2 separate regions of the Oryctolagus cuniculus genome follow, and region 2 is linked to region 1. A link is a contact called in public Hi-C data. All regions are on one chromosome and are shown on one strand. The core of a region is the stretch at or near the end of the contact, and the rest is flanking DNA. Distances in the headings are between cores, read along the strand shown.

Region 1 (4,567 bases), core at 1,232-3,731:
AATAGCATGCATGCTCCTCTCCAGGAAAACCCTGTTCTAAACTGAACCCAAACCATTCTGCCTTCTCTGTAATTACGTACAGGAAGTCATTCATTTTGAGCTCAGGGCTGGAGTTAAATGGTCTTGAGTCAACCCAGAACCACAATTCCTAACCATGTGATCCTTGGCATATGATTTCAATTGGCAACTTGTGGTTTTCTTCTTTGAAAACGGGTCTACTTTTCTGAGAATTGGGCAAATTAAAGGAAATAGTTGATAGGTTTGGAACCTAGTAAAGCATTCAGTAAGTGATGGCTTTGATTACCATGCAGATTAGATCTGTGTGGTGAAAATGAAAAAAGCAAGCAAGGAGGCTGACAGCCATAGAAGGGGACCTGTGGGTTCCCAGTTTCCCTCCTGGGACCAAGAACACGGAGCTTCGCCAGTTGTACATACATGACTTTGAGGGGATTCCCTTCACCTTCTGTTCTTAAAGCTGTGTCATGTTGTTACAATAATTTTCTAACAGATTGGTAGTAAAGTGTTCAGAGAGAAATATCATTTCTTAGCTTGTCCAAAGGTAATTTATGAGCTAAAATTAATTTCCCAGTGATCCTTCCATGACTCAATAATTTCAATTTTTATGTATTTCCCACTACCATAAATATGTATGCAGACCCACCAACACAAAACAACAGAAAGAGACTTTCAGGAGGCTCAAGCCTCCAAATGCAGCCTTGCAACTTGTCAGGTTGAAAGCCCTCCCTTGGCCGGCGCCGTGGCTCAATAGGCTAATCCTCTGCCTGCGGCTCTGGCACCCTGGGTTCTAGTCCCGGTCGGGGTGCCGGATTCTGTCCCGGTTGCCACTCTTCCAGTCCAGCTCTCTGCTGTGGTCCGGGAGTGCAATGGAGGATGGCCCAAGTGCTTGGACTCTGCACCCGCATAGGAGACCAGGAGTGGCTCCTGGCTTCGGATCAGCGTGGTGTGCCGGCTGCAGTGGCCATTGAGGGGTGAACCAACGGAAAAGGAAGACCTTTGTCTCTGTTTCTCTCTCTCACTGTCCACTCTGCCTGTCCAAAACCTCTCCCTTTCCTAAAATGATTTTTTTCTTTGATATTGAATTTACTGGGCTGTGCTCCTTCCCTCTTGAGCTTCTATTTTCTACTGAAAGTCTGAGTCTCTGAAACATTTTGTCCACAGAAGTTCAGAAGTTTACTGTTGGATGATCCAGGTCTCATGAAAACAACTCACATCTCTCTGTCTGAGCTATAGTTCATGTACCTGGTAAGTGAGAAGCCCAACTAAATTGGAAAATAAATAACCACACTTAACTTTCCAAATTAAAGTGTATTAAGTTTGGAGTATTTTATGCTTTTATTTATGGTTCTGTCACTGGCAAGAAATACCAGGTCTTACTGTTTAAATGTTATTTGAGGGGCTGGCGCTGTGGCACAGTAGGTTAATCCTCTGCCTGTGGCGCTGGCATCCCATATGGGCGCCGGTTCTAGTCCCGGCTGCTCTTCTTCCAATCCAACTTTCTACTGTGACCTGGGAAAGCAGTAGAAGATGGCCCAAGTCCTTGGGCCCCTGAACCCACGTGGGAGACCTGGAGGAAGCTCCTGGCTTCTGGCTTTGGATCGGCACAGCTCTGGCCATTGCGGCCATTTGGGGAGTGAACCAATGGATGGAAGACCTTTCTCTCTGTCTCTCCCTCTCACTGTCTGTAACTCTATCTCTCAAATAAATAAAATCTTAAAAAAATGTTATATGAAAGAGCATGCACATGGGTCAATGTGATTAGTATGTATTTCAGCAGACAAAATTGCTGAGAAATCATTGATCATGGACAGAGTTTGAGTGAATTTTCTAAATAACAGTGTTGGTATGGGGTGTGGAATGTCTAATATTCTGATGCTGAACTGTCAGCTTACTAACAACACTTCTTCCCTCTTGCATGCTATGTTAAAATTCAAGTTCAGGTGGAAAAGAAAAGTTCTCCCTGTTACACTGAAGACTTTTCTGAGCACAAAATGAGGCTTCCATAGAGACAATAAGATTCCTGATCCAATGCGGTATCTGCCCCCAATCCGTACAGAGTCTTTGTTTCTAGATGCAATGTTTTAAGAAAAGACACAGCATTTTCTCAGCACCACAGTAAATTTTGCTTCATGAAAAAAAAAAATCTAATGACTGTTAATCAACAGAAAAGAATGAGTCTCCATTACCTACCTTTCAATCCCCTTCCTTTTGAGTGAGCCGTTTTTCTTTCTGGGTTGCTGGAACCTTCCATACGGGCTGACTTTTCTATAGGCAACCTTCAGGGGTTCAGGGAGATACAGCTGATGGTGGTCCATTGCTCTCAACATTACACATCACAGGCATCTGGGATCTCTGCAAGTCCTGAGCTCACAAATTTCAAAAGAAAATCATCCTGAAGACTGAGGGCTCTGCCAAGTGTTGGGCTTTTTTCTGGGTGAAGAATGTAGGAAGTAGGGCTTGTCCTGTTTACGACTTCGCAGAGGTGACCAATGATGCATTTGGCAGAGCCTTGGGAAATTCCACGGCGCTCTGTGGAAAAGTTCATAGATTCTTAGATGAGGTAAAGGAAAAAATGGTGACTGCTTGTGTCTCTGCTGCCTTTAGGATTGGCAATTAAAAAAAATCTCATGCATTGCATGAAATTTGACCTGCATCTGCAGATGTGCGTGTCTGAATTGCAAAGGGACAGTCTCTAGGGATACCAGTGTTTGTTGCTCTGCAAAAATTGAGCTTCCATTACCTCTCTTGACTAGAGCAGGTGGGACATACATGACAAGATCGGTTGTGGTTTGGACATCTCACGATGCACCCTAAGGGCTATCTCATTCCATTTTGCAGTTTTCTGCAAAGCACGTGGCTGAAAGAGGTCAATATTTGCCTCACCTGGCCCCATCAACAGTTTCCCATTTCACGTAAAGAGCAAATACAGCCAAGGATGGAACTTCTGCCCACAAGGTGGCAGCAGACACTAGGGTTTATTTCCATCACTCCTTGGCACTTCAGTTGTTCAATTTGAAAGAACTGAACTGTTAACAAGGAAAACTCCAGAAAGGTGTTGGGAGATATAAGAATCACTGTGCTTTCTGGGTTTGCATTAGTCTATACTCAGGATTGTGCACGTTCAATGAATTAGACGAGAATCTTGAGAAAAGGCAGATTCAGTATAGCACAGCGGGGGTGAGATCTAAGAATTTTCGTTTTGCAAGTCTAACAAACTCCCAGAGGAAGCTGACAGTGCTGGCCCACAGCCCGCAGTTTTTGGAGTGAGGCTCTTATCTCTTGCAGACTTGGAGACAGAGCTTTAAAATGCTCTAGAATGAGTGGTGAAGAGGGTGGGTTTGAGAATTGCACCTGCGTTCTCATTCCAGCCAGTTGAGTGGCTTTAGTCAATTTACTCAAACTGTCTGTAAGCAGAAACTATTACTTGGGCTGAAGCCATAATTTTAGCATCAAATTCATAGTTTTAGGATGAGAGTCGGAAGTTTTGTCTTATCTAGAAATGTGGCCCAGGAATCTACTTTTAGGGAGTACAACGGGAGATGGGGTGCAGAAGGTCCCCTGTCCCCCTGTCCCACATTTTGAGAAGTATGAGGCCGGCGCTGCGGCTCAATAGGCTAATCCTCCACTTTGCAGCACCGGCACACCGGGTTCTAGTCCCAGTCGGGGCACCGGATTCTGTCCCGGTTGCCCCTCTTCCAGGCCAGCTCTCTGCTGTGGCCAGGGAGTGCAGTGGAGGATGGCCCAAGTGCTTGGGCCCTGCACCCCATGGGAGACCAGGAGAAGTACCTGGCTCCTGCCTTCGGATCAGCGCAGTGCGTGGGCCCTGGCGGCCATTGGAGGGTGAACCAATGGCAAAGGAAGACCTTTCTCTCTATCTCTCTGTCTCACTGTCCAATCTGCCTGTCCAAAAAAAAAAAAAAAAAAAAGAGAGAGAGAGAGAGAGAGAGAGAAGTACAGAAGCACAGCACACTTGCTTGGCAAATGGGCACGTGTTTCTACCTGGTCTGTTTTCCTTTCCTGATGGAATCCCCAGGTGCTTGAATGAATGTATGTGCATTTTCTTGAACTACAGGCCAATCTTTTCATGTAATTAATGGTCTTGCTATCTTCATTCTGCTGTATTCAGTCAAATGTCTGGAAAAATGGGATTTGTTGTACATTGGTATAAGAGAGATGTGTTCTATTCATGCAAAATGTGCCTATGTTTGTACATGCCCATGTGTGTATGTGTGTATGGAGTGGATGTAACAGGCTTAATGTTTACTTCTTTGGCTTCTGTGACAACACAAGGGTATTTCAAAAAGTTTGTGGAGTGGCCAGCATTCTGGTGTAGCAGGTAAAGACTACACTTGCAATGCTGGCATCCCATATGGGGTTCCTGTCCTGGCTGCTCCACTTCCAGTTCATCTAGATGCTAATGGCCTGGGAAAAGCAGTGGAGAATGCTTGGGCCCCTGTCACACATGTGGGACATCTGGAAGAAGTTTCTGGCTCCTGACTGCTGGTTTTGGCCTGGCCCAGCCCTGGCTGTTGCAGCCACCTAGGGAGCA
Region 2 (4,567 bases), core at 1,038-3,537, 540 kb after region 1:
CGGCTTCAGGATTCGAACAGAGATTCCTGAGAGGTTGATAAGAAGATGTCTAAAGTGAGAATGAGGGGTGGGCACTGTGGCATAGTGGGTAAAGCCATCACCTGCAGTTATCCCCTATGAGCGCTGGTTCAAGTCCCGGCTGCTCCATTTCTGATCCAGCTCTCTGCTGAGGCCTAGGAAAGCAGTAGAAGTTGGCCCAAGTCCTTGGGCCTGCACCTGCATGGGAGACCCAGAGGAAGCTCCTGGCTCTTAGCGGCAGATTGGCACAGCTCTGGTCATCGTGGCCAACTGGGGAGTGTGCCATCAGATGGAAGACCTCCCTCCCTCCCTCCCTTCCTCCCTCTCTTCTTTCTCTCTCTCTCTCTCTCCACCTCTGCCTCTGCCTTTCAAATAAATAAATAAATCTTTTAAAGAAAAAGCGAGAATGATCTCTGGGTCTCAGGCAGGGATGGTGAGAGAGCTACGCAGCTCTCTATACAGGCATACCCAGGGCCAGAGATAGGACATAGAATCTACCAAAGCCAAGAAAGCAATCCCAATTCCAGAGACACAAGAAACTAGGGCACTGATGTTTACCATATGGGCAAGGCACTAAGATTTGTAATAATGATAGTAACCATTTATAAAGCACTCAACACTTTTCATGCAAAAACTACTAGTCTAAGGATTTTTTATCCACATGTTAACTCATTTTAATGTCACAATAACTCATGAGGGATCCTCCCAATTTTCAGTAATAAAAGGTTTAGAGAAGTTAAATGTCTCATATAACTTCTAGCCAAAACGTAGCAAGATGGCAACCCATTATTTTGTTTCTAGAATCAGTCTGCCTACCTCTACACTGGAATGCTTGACTTCAGCACTGCTTACATCTACTGATTTTATGGTTTTCTTTACCTTGATCTATTGAGAAACTCATTCTCTTTCTATTTCTAAAGTGACTTATTTGTTAGTATCAGGGCAAAGGAAGGCCAAAGTGAGGGGCCAGGAACTCAATCCCAGTCTCCCACATGAGTGGCAGGGACCCAAGTAATTCAGTCAATACCTGCTGCCTCCCACAACACACATTATCAAGAAGCTGGACCAGAAGTAGAGAAGGCTGGACTTGAACCTTAGCGCTTCAATATGGGATGTGGGCATAGTAACGGGAATCAACTGCTAGACCAAATACCCACCCACATATTAGCACATTTCATTCTCATGATACCCTTCTCTGTTGCATCATTGTTTGTCTAAATTCCGTACTCCTCCCTTTATCTGTTTCTTTTATCACGTAGTGTTACAGCTCCTCTTTGTAAAAGGGAAGAGTGTATTTCTCTCCCTTTGACTTTGGGTTTGACCATGTCACTTGCTTCAGTGAACAGCACAAGGCAGGAAAAAATGGTGTGCTACTTTTGAGCCTGTATCTTAGGAAGCCTTGTGTGCCTCTACCTGTTGGTGCCTTTTCTGTTACCATGAGAAGAGCATACTGGCTACTATGAGATGACGATGAGAGACATGTAAAGCAACAGAAATTTGCAGAATGGAGCAGACACAGCTCAGCTCAGCTTGACCATTGAAATCTAGCTGCCCCTTATTGGTACACAGTAGCAAACAGTCATGGCTTCAGTCCTTGGGCTTTTAGTTTATCTTGTACAGCATTGTTGTAGCAACTACCAGCTGATGCATCTGAGGAGACCATTATCCTCATTAATATTCATTTTACAGATGAGGAAACTTAGACACTGAGAGGTTCTGCCGCCTTTTCTTACAGCCAAGTGTCAGACTTGAGATTTGTACCCAGACAGCTTGACTTGAGCATCTGCATTTTTACATTTCAGACACAGAGCCACATAAGAAAGCTGTAAATTCACATTTAAAGCATCCACTGATTTTACTAAAGTAACACAAAGCATGAAGAGCAAAGAAATTTAAAACAAGGAATGCACAGTCTTCTATTTTTGGACATTAAAGTTGTCACAGGTATTCGGTCTCTTCCTAAGAAAAAGCCTGTGCATGGACTCCTGTGATATTACCACACTGTTGCTTTTAGCGATGTGTCTCATTCGCCCAGTTGGATGTGGTGTGAAACTTAAGTTTTATGAAGCAGGGCTAAAATGAGGGGGATTGGAGTCATCAGTGAGTCAGGCCAGGGGCGTCACTGCTAAGGACGTGATTCACCCAACTGATCTGTTCGCATCATGATCCAACTCCTGGCTAATGCCCAAATCTCCATTTCAGGACTGCGTGGGCCAAGCCTAGGGTAATCTATCATGAATGTCAAGTAGCAGCAGGATATGCTGCTGAAAACAGGAGCCACAAAGTCAAAGGTGGGGGTTCTAACTGAGGCAGCAGCTCAGGCAGCCTCACCAGGTGTCCGTCTCGGAAGAAGAGGATGACTAAGGGTGATCCAGCTCCTCCCTGGGGAGACACTTCAGCCCTCTCTGGGTCAATGCCAAACTCATCCTCCTCTGAATTCCCATACCAGCTCCTTCTGTGCTTTTAACAGCGCATACATTTCCCGAGGATGGCTGTGTATCCATTTCCATTTCATCCACATCCTCTTACATACAACAAATGCTTAAGATGCTTTCTCAGTAAACGAATGAACGAATGCAGAGGACGGAAGATACTTACAGAGGGCCAGTGACGCAGACCTCTCATGTTGATCACTGTGCCCCAGGGACCAGTACGCTGCCTGGCGCTTAGTAGAGGAAAAGTAATCAGGTCCTAGTGAAGGAGTGAACATTCTGCCCTGAGAAGCAGAGAACCAAGGCTGGAGTAGATTTTTAGGTTGCAGTGGCCTGAAGAGATTCTCCATTATACAGACAGATCATTTTTATTTTCCAATTAAAAATTAAATCTGAAAAAGGGGGAGGGAAAGGTACTCCTTTGTCAAATCTAGATGCCTAGAGCATCTCTGTGCCTTGTTGATCAATGGTTCTTTGCTCTGTTCTCCAGCTGCTGTGCAATAAATTCTCTATATCCTTCAGTTAGGTGGACCTGAATTCTCTTGGGTGCATCAATGGAGTCCTAAAAGATAAACCATTATATTCTCAAAATATAGCCCAACGTTCTATTTGCATGGAAACCACCTGAGCTACAAGATGTGGATCCAAGGACTTCACCCTTGACCTCCTTATAGATTTTCTGGCAAGCTCCTTCTTCATGTGCTTTGAGAACAACTGGAGGAAGTTCCTTCCAACACTGCAACCCTACAACTGTATGGGACAAAACAGTAGCTCCAAAGCCTGCAAGCCTTGGTGATTAGCATCTGCTCATTTCTTTGGCCACTTTGTAGGTTACTCTCCCATCAACACTCACTGTACTCCATCTTTTCCTGAATGCTTTCGGTTTCTACCCTCAGGACCTTTTCACTTGATGTTTCTTATCCTGGAAGTCCCTCCAAGGTCTTCCTATATTTGAGCCACCCCTACTGCTTTCCCAGGTACATTATTAGGGAGCTGCATCATAAATTGAGGATCTAGCACCCAAACTGGCACTGTGATATGGAATGATAGCCTTGCAAGCAGCAATTTAACCCACTGCACCACAACACCGGTCTGCCATAGCAGTATATTAGCAAATATTACTGAATAAAAAGAATCTATGAATATTAAATACTGATGGAATATTATCCTATGTGTACTATTGAGCTTAAAATAGTCTGCAGTTAGTAGAATCAAATGTCACATTCACCTTTAGGAATTTCTCATCTCATAATATTTTCAGCATTATTATTTGCACTGTCCACGCTTTGATCTCTACTGGGTGCTTAAGAAAAATGAACTCCTGTTTTAACTTTGTATTTCCTCATCTAAGGAAATCTTGACTTCAGTTTCCTTCAAACAACAAAAAAACAGGAATTCATGCTTCTCAGAAACATTAGGGAATAAAGCATAGCAAGCTTCAATGATTCCCCCCCCACAGCTGGTTCACACTCGATTTGAAAAGCACACATGCCCTCTACTGGATGTATGCAGTATTGCAACTTGAACTCAAACTGTCAAACCCATTAGGCATGGAGTGTCAAGTATTCCATTACCCCTGAAACCAGATGAAGTAAGCAGATGAAAACAGCAAGACCTACAACAAAGAAAAGAGCCGTATTCATGGTGTTTATCAGTTCTTGGGTTTAATTCACACAATCAATTAGGCAGATCACTCAGAATCTGGCCTTTGAGACCCTGAGTATATATCTTCCAGTACAAGCAATGAAGGTTATGAACAACTACTTTAGGTCAGTCTAAGAAACAAAAAGAATTAAGCAGGAAAAAATGTAATAATGAAATATGGCCTCTGATAAGAAGTAAACAGTCAAGAGAACGAGGCTACAACCCACAAGGAATTTCACTGGGTTCAAAGTCCTCCTTGGTCACACACAAGAGGTCAGCATAAAGGGACTGCAGGCTGTGGGGCAGACTCAAGCAGCAGGCATTGCTTAACCCATTCATTACTGCTTAGACTGAATCACCAGAGCAAGGATGCCACCGTTTGCTACAGTCCCTCTGTCCTTCTCTCATGCACAGATCAAAGAACTTCAAGTTCAGAGAAAAGTGGAATTAAACATTCACTTTATTTTGGTGCA

The links. A called contact is a pair of places that touch in the nucleus more often than the background predicts.
Region 2: a Hi-C map of an unstated tissue shows a contact between it and region 1, with 15 times the contacts expected there. The contact joins the enhancer-like site here to the promoter of C10H3orf49 in region 1. A contact is called at or near these places in 2 of 6 Hi-C or Micro-C datasets (ear pinna and an unstated tissue).

Annotation. Positions count from the first base shown.
Region 1 is chr10:85,889,530-85,894,096 of mOryCun1.1, forward strand. C10H3orf49 (chromosome 10 C3orf49 homolog) reads right to left here and starts at 2,482. Exons shown (of 4, transcript XM_008260876.4): 1 at 2,209-2,482. The coding sequence starts at 2,345.
Region 2 is chr10:86,431,319-86,435,885 of mOryCun1.1, forward strand. The region is part of intron 2 of SYNPR (synaptoporin); the gene reads right to left. Among named protein-coding and RNA genes, the nearest start is that of SYNPR, 78 kb to the right of the region's middle. Within about 2 kb of position 2,288, at least 1 of the 8 cell types and tissues checked has an H3K27ac peak or open chromatin away from gene starts, as enhancers often do.